2 separate regions of the Muntiacus reevesi genome follow, and region 1 is linked to region 2. Evidence: chromatin contacts called from public Hi-C data. All regions are on one chromosome and are shown on one strand. The core of a region is the stretch at or near the end of the contact, and the rest is flanking DNA. Distances in the headings are between cores, read along the strand shown. Region 1 holds the start of SIK2 (salt inducible kinase 2). Region 2 holds the start of PPP2R1B (protein phosphatase 2 scaffold subunit Abeta).

Evidence for each region. Hi-C and Micro-C count contacts between places; a contact is called where the count stands out from the background.
Region 1: a contact with region 2 is called in a Hi-C map of muscle, with 4 times the contacts expected there. The contact joins the promoter of SIK2 here to the promoter of PPP2R1B in region 2. A contact is called at or near these places in 2 of 3 Hi-C or Micro-C datasets (blood and muscle).

What each region holds. Positions count from the first base shown.
Region 1 is chr9:69,647,472-69,651,827 of mMunRee1.1, forward strand. SIK2 (salt inducible kinase 2) reads right to left here and starts at 3,020. Exons shown (of 15, transcript XM_065944289.1): 1 at 2,737-3,020. The coding sequence starts at 2,871.
Region 2 is chr9:69,485,594-69,490,307 of mMunRee1.1, forward strand. It overlaps PPP2R1B (protein phosphatase 2 scaffold subunit Abeta), which reads left to right and starts at 2,463. Exons shown (of 17, transcript XM_065944294.1): 1 at 2,463-2,621; 2 at 3,486-3,576; 3 at 3,981-4,081. The coding sequence starts at 2,508.

The DNA.
Region 1 (4,356 bases), core at 1,770-4,269, 160 kb after region 2:
TACATTTTAAAACACACAAACTTACATTGATGATAGTGCATACTATATTGAAGAAACTTTTCTAAGCAGTAAGTATAATCATGATATTTTGCTAATATTGTTCTTTATGCCATATTAATTGTTCTCGCTGTAATTAGTATGTTCAGCAATGAGAAACTCAAATGATGTTAAATAACACTTTAAAGTTTCTACTATCCATATTATAATATCTGAGGAAGTTATTGTGCTTACCAAAGATAAACATTCAGTGAATAAAAACAACAAATACTGCTTTAAAAATCCTCATTAACAAATAGCATACTACAGTAAGAAACAACTGTATCTGTGCTAAATAATTCTTAAGACAAATTACCACAAAAGTTCAGAGTAACTTTAAAAAACTTGAGATTTACAGGAACTTTTCTCTTTATTAAAGTCTTGCTGTTTCCCTCACTCCTCTTATCTGTAACACCTCCAGTTACACCAAATTACCACACTCACACTCACCCATCTTAAACTTCATACTTTATTCTTTTTATATGTTAAGAACACCTTCTTTAGAAAAAGCAACAGTAGATGGGTTCTATGTACTAGAAAGTTAGCTTTTACCTGAAATGATTTTACAAATGTAAACCACGCACACAGTTCAGGATCTGAGCTTTTACGTGAAATGATTTTACAAATGTAAACCACGCACACAGTTCAGGATCTGAGTGCTCTTTCTTGATCTGACCTGTGCCTTCAATTACAAATGCCTTGATCTCACCGATAGCCAAACCATGATACTACTCCACACTGCCCCCTAGCTCTACGAGAGAGATCAGTTTAAAAGTAACACGGTTTGAGATGACAACCTCAAGAAAAAGTGTCAGTCACTTATAGCTCTACTTAAGTAATTCTTAAGTAGATACTATATACTACTGTATACCAAATACTAATAAGTAACAGCTGACAAATCTTTCAACTAACACTGATAAGAACTGATGAGAAAAAAAATAATATGAGCTGATGGGCTTGGAATTCAACCACTAGAGTTCGAAAGTTCTGTAGAAGCTCTTCCTAACTATGAAATCTGTTTAGTTTTTGGAGTCGTTAAGCAAGGACTTATACAAAAATACATATTAAAAATGTCTTCTTTTCATGTAACTAAAGGGCAAACAGCATGGCATTAAGCCATGTTTCCTTAGAGGAATGCAATCAATTTCTTCGTTTTAAAAAATACTGGGATCAGATTAAGTAATCTCACTACAGTCACATTATTTACATTAAAAACTTAAATTGCTAACTCTAGTAAATTTGTGAGAGGAAAATTTGTGACCTTGGCCCTGATGCTAAAAACACACACACACACACACACAAAATGGTCGGAATTCGACTGCCTCAGTCACGATCAGCAGGGCAAGACGAAAAACGAGGATGACACAATGACATATGCCCCTTCTTTTTGGAAACGGATTTCTTCACAGTAAGCAAAACTTCTAAGAACAACAGCTACAAAAATCACTCAAGTTTTCCAATGCCCTTCACCTTACACAGCCATTCTGAAAAAGAATCCTGCTATTTCATATCCAAACTCTGGTACCTTCGCACTAACAAGGAGAAACGCTGAACAGGATGAAAAGTGGAAAGGGAAAAAAGAAAAAAAAAAAAAGGAAAGGATGAAACTCCAGAACAACTACAACGACGCAGAGTAGAGTATGTCAAAAACACAAGGTTTTATTCTAAAGAATGGTTTTGTTTCTACCGTTTTTCTAAAGTATTTAATTTGCACGTCTTAAAATAGAGACCCTGAGGAGAGCAGCTTGAGGCGGTGAAAGGAAGGGGAGGCGGGTTAGGTAAGAAGAGAGACTTGCGAGAAAATATGTGCGGTGCGTGAGAATGTGCGATGGAGGGCGGGGGGGAGATGCTCGCTTCCCCGTCAGGAAGCAGCCGAGGGCTTTTAGAAGAGACAGGTAGAATCTGACGCGGCTTAAGGAACGCGTATTCACCGCCAGAACGCACCCCTGGTAAAGAAATCACCTAGCATAAGAAAGGCCAACCCCACCGACTGTGCGAATGCCCAGATGACCATTTTAACCGGCTCTATTGTCTGGAGTACTAAGGTGGAAATGCCTCAGGCACGAGATCCAGCAAGCCTGACACTAGGTCAGAGATACTGTCTAGCACCAGGAGCGGAGAGAAGATGGGACCGTGGCGCTCCGGGCATTCCCGGCCCTCGGGGCCCCCCTTCCTCGAGTGGCCGGGGAGGGGGCGACGCGGTTCCCCCGGAGCCTTGCGGAGCCCCGTCCGGGGCGTCGGGGCGCAAGCGGTCCCCTCGGCCGGGCTGGCGACGCCTCTCACCGCGCAGCCCAGGAGCGCGGAGACTTCCCCTCCCACCCCACCCCCAGCTGAAAGCCGGGAAGACGCGGAACTTGGGCTCCGGAGCGGAGGCCCACAGACCAGGTCACGGCCACGGGTGCGAGGCTCTGGGCGAAATTCCGGGGGGGCCCCAGGGGTGGCCCAGAGAAGGCAAAGCGCCTGGCGGCCCGGGTCTCCAAATCGGACGACACCCGGGTCCGGGCGACGCGGCCCCGGTCCCCGTGGCGCTCGCCGACCCCTGGAGCTCCCCGGGTCCTCACACTCCCAGGCCCTCTCGTCTGAGCCGGTGACCCGGCCTCTCGGAGCTGCCCAGGCCCCCCGCGGCAGGCGCCCCTCTTGGCCAATAGCTCGTCTCCCGAACCCTCGCCTCGGACGCTCCCGCCGAGCCCCGGGCCGCACCTCCGTCCTGGTGATCCGGTGTCGCCCCAGCTTCACCACGGCGAAGTTGCCCTTGCCCAGCGTGCCCTCGATTTCGTAGAACCCCACCCGGACCGGCCCGCGCTGCAAGTGCCTCGGGCCATCCGCCATGACCATGCTGGGCCCCGCTGCGAGGCACGGCGGACTGGAGCGCTGACTGGTCGGCTGGCGGGCGGACTGGCTGGCGGGCGGGCTGCGCGGCTCCGCTCGGGCGACGGCGGCTCCGCTCTCTCCTGCGCTCCGTCCCTCCCGCTCCGCAGGGCCCAGCCAGGCGCGCGCCGCCGCTGACGTGCGCCGACGTCAGGGGGCCGGGACAGAGGGGCGGGGGCGGGACCGGGCCTCGATTGGTCACCATGGCGACCGGAGCCCCGCCGACGTAGGCGGCGGGCGGCCGCGAGGGCGGGCGGCTGGGCGGGGCCTGGACGGCGCGTTCCTTCCGGGCTCCTGCGCCCTCCGAGCTCGCGGCCGCCTCGCTGAGGAACGGGGCGGGGTAGCGGCCTGGCCCGCCCCGCTCCTCGGCCACCCTGACGAAGGGTAAGAGCGAGCCCTGGTGGGCGGCGCGCAGGGCTGCAGCGACTGGGGCTGGCCCTGGGTCTTCTTCCCCGGCCCCGGCGTTACCCGCCCACCAGGGGGACCTTCCCGCCAAAACCTCTCACCTATGACTACTGTTCTTCCTAAATTTGGCACGGGCGAAGAACTCTGGCTGAGCAATGCATTGCTCACAGGCTCCCTTCTTTGTATCTTTTTCTCATCTGTCTCTATATAAATCCCTCCAAATTTGATGTCTCTTAGCGTTCATTCTGACACCCGCACAGACCCTTATACACTCAACAGTGTATCAGCGGTGAAGTAGGCCTTGGAGATCACCTAATCCAGGGATTTGGAGCCTCAAATGGCCTTTGGGGGCACGAAACCCCTAAAATGTGTGCAATTTTTTAATGCTTCTTTGAGCTTGCCTCTGGGAAGATGGGAATATAGCTTTTAAATGTGTTGGTGACCGCGAAAAGCTTAAGAAATACTTACCTAATCCAGTTTCTTTTCAGATGAGGAATCAACCCCTTGGGAACGAAGGAAATTGCCAAGGTCACACTGGCAATGCTAAAGTTAGGATAGCAAATCACCACACCGATCTTTCATACGCTGACCCAGGGAAACAGGTACAGCGTTATTTTAATATTTTGAATAAAAGGAAACAGACTCTGGAGAAATGGCTTTATTCCCAGACAGAGAGGGAAAGTATAAAATGCGCTTGAAAGGTCTTGTCCCAGAAAGCAAGATTTTCATATCGCAGACATGTCAAAAGGTAACAGGAGTCAGTTTGAAGTTAACTTCACTTACCCATCTGGGACAATTTGAGTATCATGAATGAATACTGATGGAAATGGACTATAACAATGAATTAAAAAAAAAAAAATCCACAGGTGCTTACTTATTCTTACAGTGTTTCAGCTCAGTTCAGTCATTCAGTCGTATCTGACTCTTTTCGACCCCGTGGACTGCAGCACGCCAAGCTTCTCTGTCCATCAACAACTCCCAGAGCTTACTCAAACTCATGTCCATTGAGTCGGTGATGCCACCCAACCATTTCATCCTCTGTCATCC
Region 2 (4,714 bases), core at 1,213-3,712:
GCGTATTGAAGCTTGTCTAAGCTTGAGTTAATATCTGCCCTGAGAGATGATGTGGAACGGACTTAATATGCTTCTTTCTGGGCTTGCTTCCTTTATCATTTCTGACTTTTTTTTTTTTTTTGGCCAGCTTCATCATACAGGATCTCAGTTCCCTGACCAGAGTCTTAACCACTGAACTGCCAGAGAAGTCTGATGAAGACTTTGAAGAGAATAGATTCCTCTTCCTCATGTCAATAGAAACCCCGCTCTGGTCTTCTGGTTCGAGGACTAAATCAAAAAAACCTCTTAATTTTCTTTTTCTCCAACTTGTGTAGTACTTGGAAAATCTTGAAAACTCTCAGTTTACAGTGTTACTTAAATGTACAAATATAAAGTAAGCATATAATGATCTTTTATTTATAGTTCTTATATAACTAAAAAACATAAATTTACAAATTAAATACAAATGATATCACAAAACTAATACCATTCAAATTAATATTATAGCAATTTAACATGGCAGATGATGTATTTTGCTGAGACTAAATTATCCCTTGTATTGTGATTATGGTATTCCTGTGAAAGCTCAGCTTCTTTTGAGTTCAACATACCTATACCACCAAGTGACCAATATTATCTCAATTTTCTCACCACTTTTCTGTTAGAACTACTGTGACAATGCAGTCTATGATGTGGTTTGGCTTTCATTTTGTGCATGAAAACACCTCTGTTCTTTTCTCATGATCCCAGAATAGTAAAAGCACCACTAAGACACACATGCAAATGCAATAAAATAAAAAGAAGGCTACAAGGACACAAAGCCTTTCAGTATCATTAAGTTTTGGGCTAAAATATAAATCTAAGACAATACATTTATTAATCTATGAAGTGGAATGAATTCATCCCACAGAGAAAACATACATTTTAAAACCTGTCTAAATACAAAGGTCTGTTCTGTACTTCTGTGTCTCTTGGGGATGTTTTGAAAGAACAGCATGTATATTATCTATGGTGAAACAGATCACCAGCCCAGGTGGGATGCATGAGACAAGTGCTCGGGCCTGGTGCACTGGGAAGGCCCAGAGGAGTCGGGTGGAGAGGGAGGTGGGAGGGGGGATCGGGATGGGGAATACGTGTAACTCTATGGCTGATTCATGTCAATGTATGACAAAACCCACTGAAATGTTGTGAAGTAATTAGCCTCCACTAATAAAAAAAAATTAAAAAAAAAAAAAAGCAAATGCAGGTATTGAAATCACAAGGCAATACCAGGTTATAAAATGGTCATTCAAATAATCCAGAATGCCTAAATTAAGAACTACTGTTCAGATTCACTGGTTCCCAAACTTACACTACGATCAAAAACCTTATCTACTGTGTTTACTTCCAAGAACCCTATTTTTTTGAAGTCCCCTAAATTAGATTTATTGATAATTTTCCTTTTTTATTCATCAGACACATAGAATTACCATTTCAGAGACTATGATCGCCACAGGTAGCTATCACTCTAAACTGCTTATAGTCCAAAACAAACAAAAGACAGGACGTTCTAGTTATTCCGTGCCGCCTGCACAAGGGTAAATGGAAACTTCCTACTAAACTTTGCAAGAACTCTCATACCCTCGGACCTCCTCCCACCGCTGCCTTTGAGGACTCTTGGGAGTTCCAGAGAGGTCAGGTTAGCCTTTCTTGTACAAGCAAAGTAGCCGCTTCACCCAATTTGGAAGGATTAAAGCTTGTCCTAGTTTTGCTTGATTGTTGTACTTCTAGCATGCTAAAGACCTAAAAAATAAGAGAAAGAAAATACAACAGAAGGCAGCATTCCAGTACCAAACTGAAAAGAAACACAAAAACAAGAGCGCAGCATGTTTTTAACAGCTTGCATGGAGAAAGCGGAAAAAATATTGACTGGGGAGTTTGGATAGCACTGTTCATTTTCTCTCACCGCCCGCGGTATTTGTCTTAAGGAGCAGGAGCCAGATACAATTCTGGCGCACAGGCCGGAGGAAGGGGTGGAGGGGTTCTTTGGAAGCTTGTGGAAGCCTGAGGATATAGCGGGGGAAATTAGGGCTGGAGACCCAAATGGCTCCGGGCCAGGATGAAGTCGGGGGAGGGAGGCGCTAAGTCTTTTTTCCTCCTGGCCTTGGGCATCCTCTTGGTCCCCTGAGTCCCAAGAGGGCACAGCACAAGTCACTCAGGTAGGTTCCGGACGCCTTCAGATCAGCACGAGCAGGATGAATCCCTGCCCCTGTTTCTTTCGCTTGGGAAAAGGACACGGGGGCTCCTTTCGCCTTCTAAGCCCACCTGTCTTTTGGAGTTCAGACCTACAGCTTCGGAAACGGGGACCTGGCGGGGGTCTCTACCCGCTCAGCAGACACTCGGTTCCCGGACTCCGGCTCCCGCCGACCTCCGGCCTAAGCCCCGCCTCTCAGGGCGCGGGGCGGGGCCTGGGCGCGGGGCGGGGCCTGGGCGCGGGGCGGGGCCTGGGCGCGCAGCGAGCGGCTGAGACCAGGCGGAGGGGGAAGAACATGGCGGGCGCGGCGGGGCCTGCCACCGGCTCAGGGGCCGCCGGCGGAGATGGAGACGATTCACTCTACCCCATCGCGGTCTTAATCGACGAGCTCCGCAATGAGGACGTGCAGGTATTGGAGTCGGGCCCGGCAGCGGACGCGGGCTCGGCCGGGCGCGTGGTAGGGAAGGGGGCCAGCCGGCACCCGTGGGCGGGGGGAGGCCCGGGATTGAAAGCCGGGACTCGGAGTGGAAACTTGACGGGGAGGAGAGGAGGGACCCGTGAGGGGTTCTGGTGGCTCGACCCGGCGGCCCCGGAGCCTGCCCCTCACGCCTTGTTCTGACCCGCCGAGGCGGCGGCCCGGCGTCCCACCTGGTTCTTGGTTGCTTGTAGGGGAACCGGCTTGCCGCCCGGGCGGTCTTTCTGGGCCGGGCTGTGAGGACGCCGCGTCCAGCCCCGGGCCGGCAGCGCCCGTAGCGGGGCGAGCGGGAGGCGGGTGGCGCGGGGCCGGAGGGGCTGCAGGACGCCGAGGCGCCTTGTGAAATGGGGGGAATGACTGCCTTCCTCGCGCCCTGCTGGAAACTGGCCCGGCTTGAGTGGAAATTAGGTGGGGTGGCTAAACTAACTTAAAGGAGGCGGGATGTCAGCTCTGATGGAACTTTTCTTTGAAAAGTCTGGCGTGGTACTCAACCATCTCACCTGCTTCACCACTGCTAAAGTAATCTCTTTTTAAAATTGTCTCGCTTTTCCGGATATTGTATTTTCTTTCATTTCTTTAATGGGCCCGTCAGAGGGTTTCGCCTGAGAAATCTTACTTTAGCTAAAGAAGGCGTGTTCCCTTGTTTTTGAGGTTCCTCATAGAATAAGTGTAAATTAAAGGTTTTTTTTCCTTCTTATCTGTATGCAATTACCTCACCTGTTTGTAGGTACTCTCTTTTGGTCTAAATCACAACTCCTGTTTTACTTCATTCTTCTTTCTACCTTTTTTTTTTTAAAGCTCCGTCTCAATAGTATTAAGAAATTATCAACAATTGCTCTAGCACTTGGAGTAGAAAGGACACGAACTGAACTGCTGCCATTCCTTACAGGTATGTGACTCTTTGAGGAAAGGCCTGGGCATTTTTGTTTTACAGTGGCTTTCAAAACTTGGACTGTTGTTTTGAATTTGTTGCCCATAGTATTAATAAGTACTAAACTGAGCCTGTTGTTTCTACTGTGAAGAAACAGGGCAGAGCATATATTGTAATGTTGTGGCCAGACATATTCAGATATTAACTATTTAGCTAATAGAAAAGTAATTGATGTGCGATTATGAATTTCTAGTTCCTTCTGTAAAACAAATCCATGAAGACACTTGCTTGAGGAGGAAAAGGCTGTTAGGATGGCGACAGATTGTCTAGTTACATATGGAGTCTCTTCCTAGTTTTGTGTGAGTGTCCAGCTTTGGGCCAGCTATCTTTGTTGATGAGTACTGGGTTCTTGTCATTTCCAGATACAATTTATGATGAAGATGAGGTACTGTTAGCTCTTGCTGAGCAACTGGGAAATTTCACTGGCCTGGTGGGAGGTCCTGACTTTGCCCACTGTTTGTTGGTGAGTATATTCTGCCTGCTCTCCTTCTAGAACTTTTGCAGTATAAATAGTACATTGTTTGGTGATAGGCACAGTGCAGCATTTTTTATGCAGATCTTTTTATGGATAGTCACAGTGTTAGCTATTGAGAGAACATATAATGTAGGCATTTTGGACTCAACCTTTCTTATTTTTTCTGGTTGTGAATGTGGGAACTTTCTCTTTTCTGACTTGTTACTTTAGCAGTTAGGAGAAAAAGGACTGGATTATTTCTGTTCATGATTTTTTTCCCTGTTATAGTGGAAATCTTAATTCTCATCTAACAATGCTGTGGCTTTGGAAATGTTTATTAGTTTTGTCTTTAATTTTAAGTGTAACTTTTGATTCTGACTTCCTTTGTGAATTTCATGATTTCAGTTTAATTCAGTTGACATTTATTGAGAACCTTCTGCATCAGGCACTGAAGTTACAATGTTCATGTTAAAGATGAGCATTGTGAGTGTAATAAGACCTCTGTCCTTTTGTGTCAACAAGTAATTACTATGTGATGTTAGATGGAAAAATTTGAAGCACATAAAAGAGAAAGGGATTAACCCAGGGTGATCAGGGAAGATCTCTTTGGGAGAGAATGTCTGAACTAGGGTGTGAAAGATG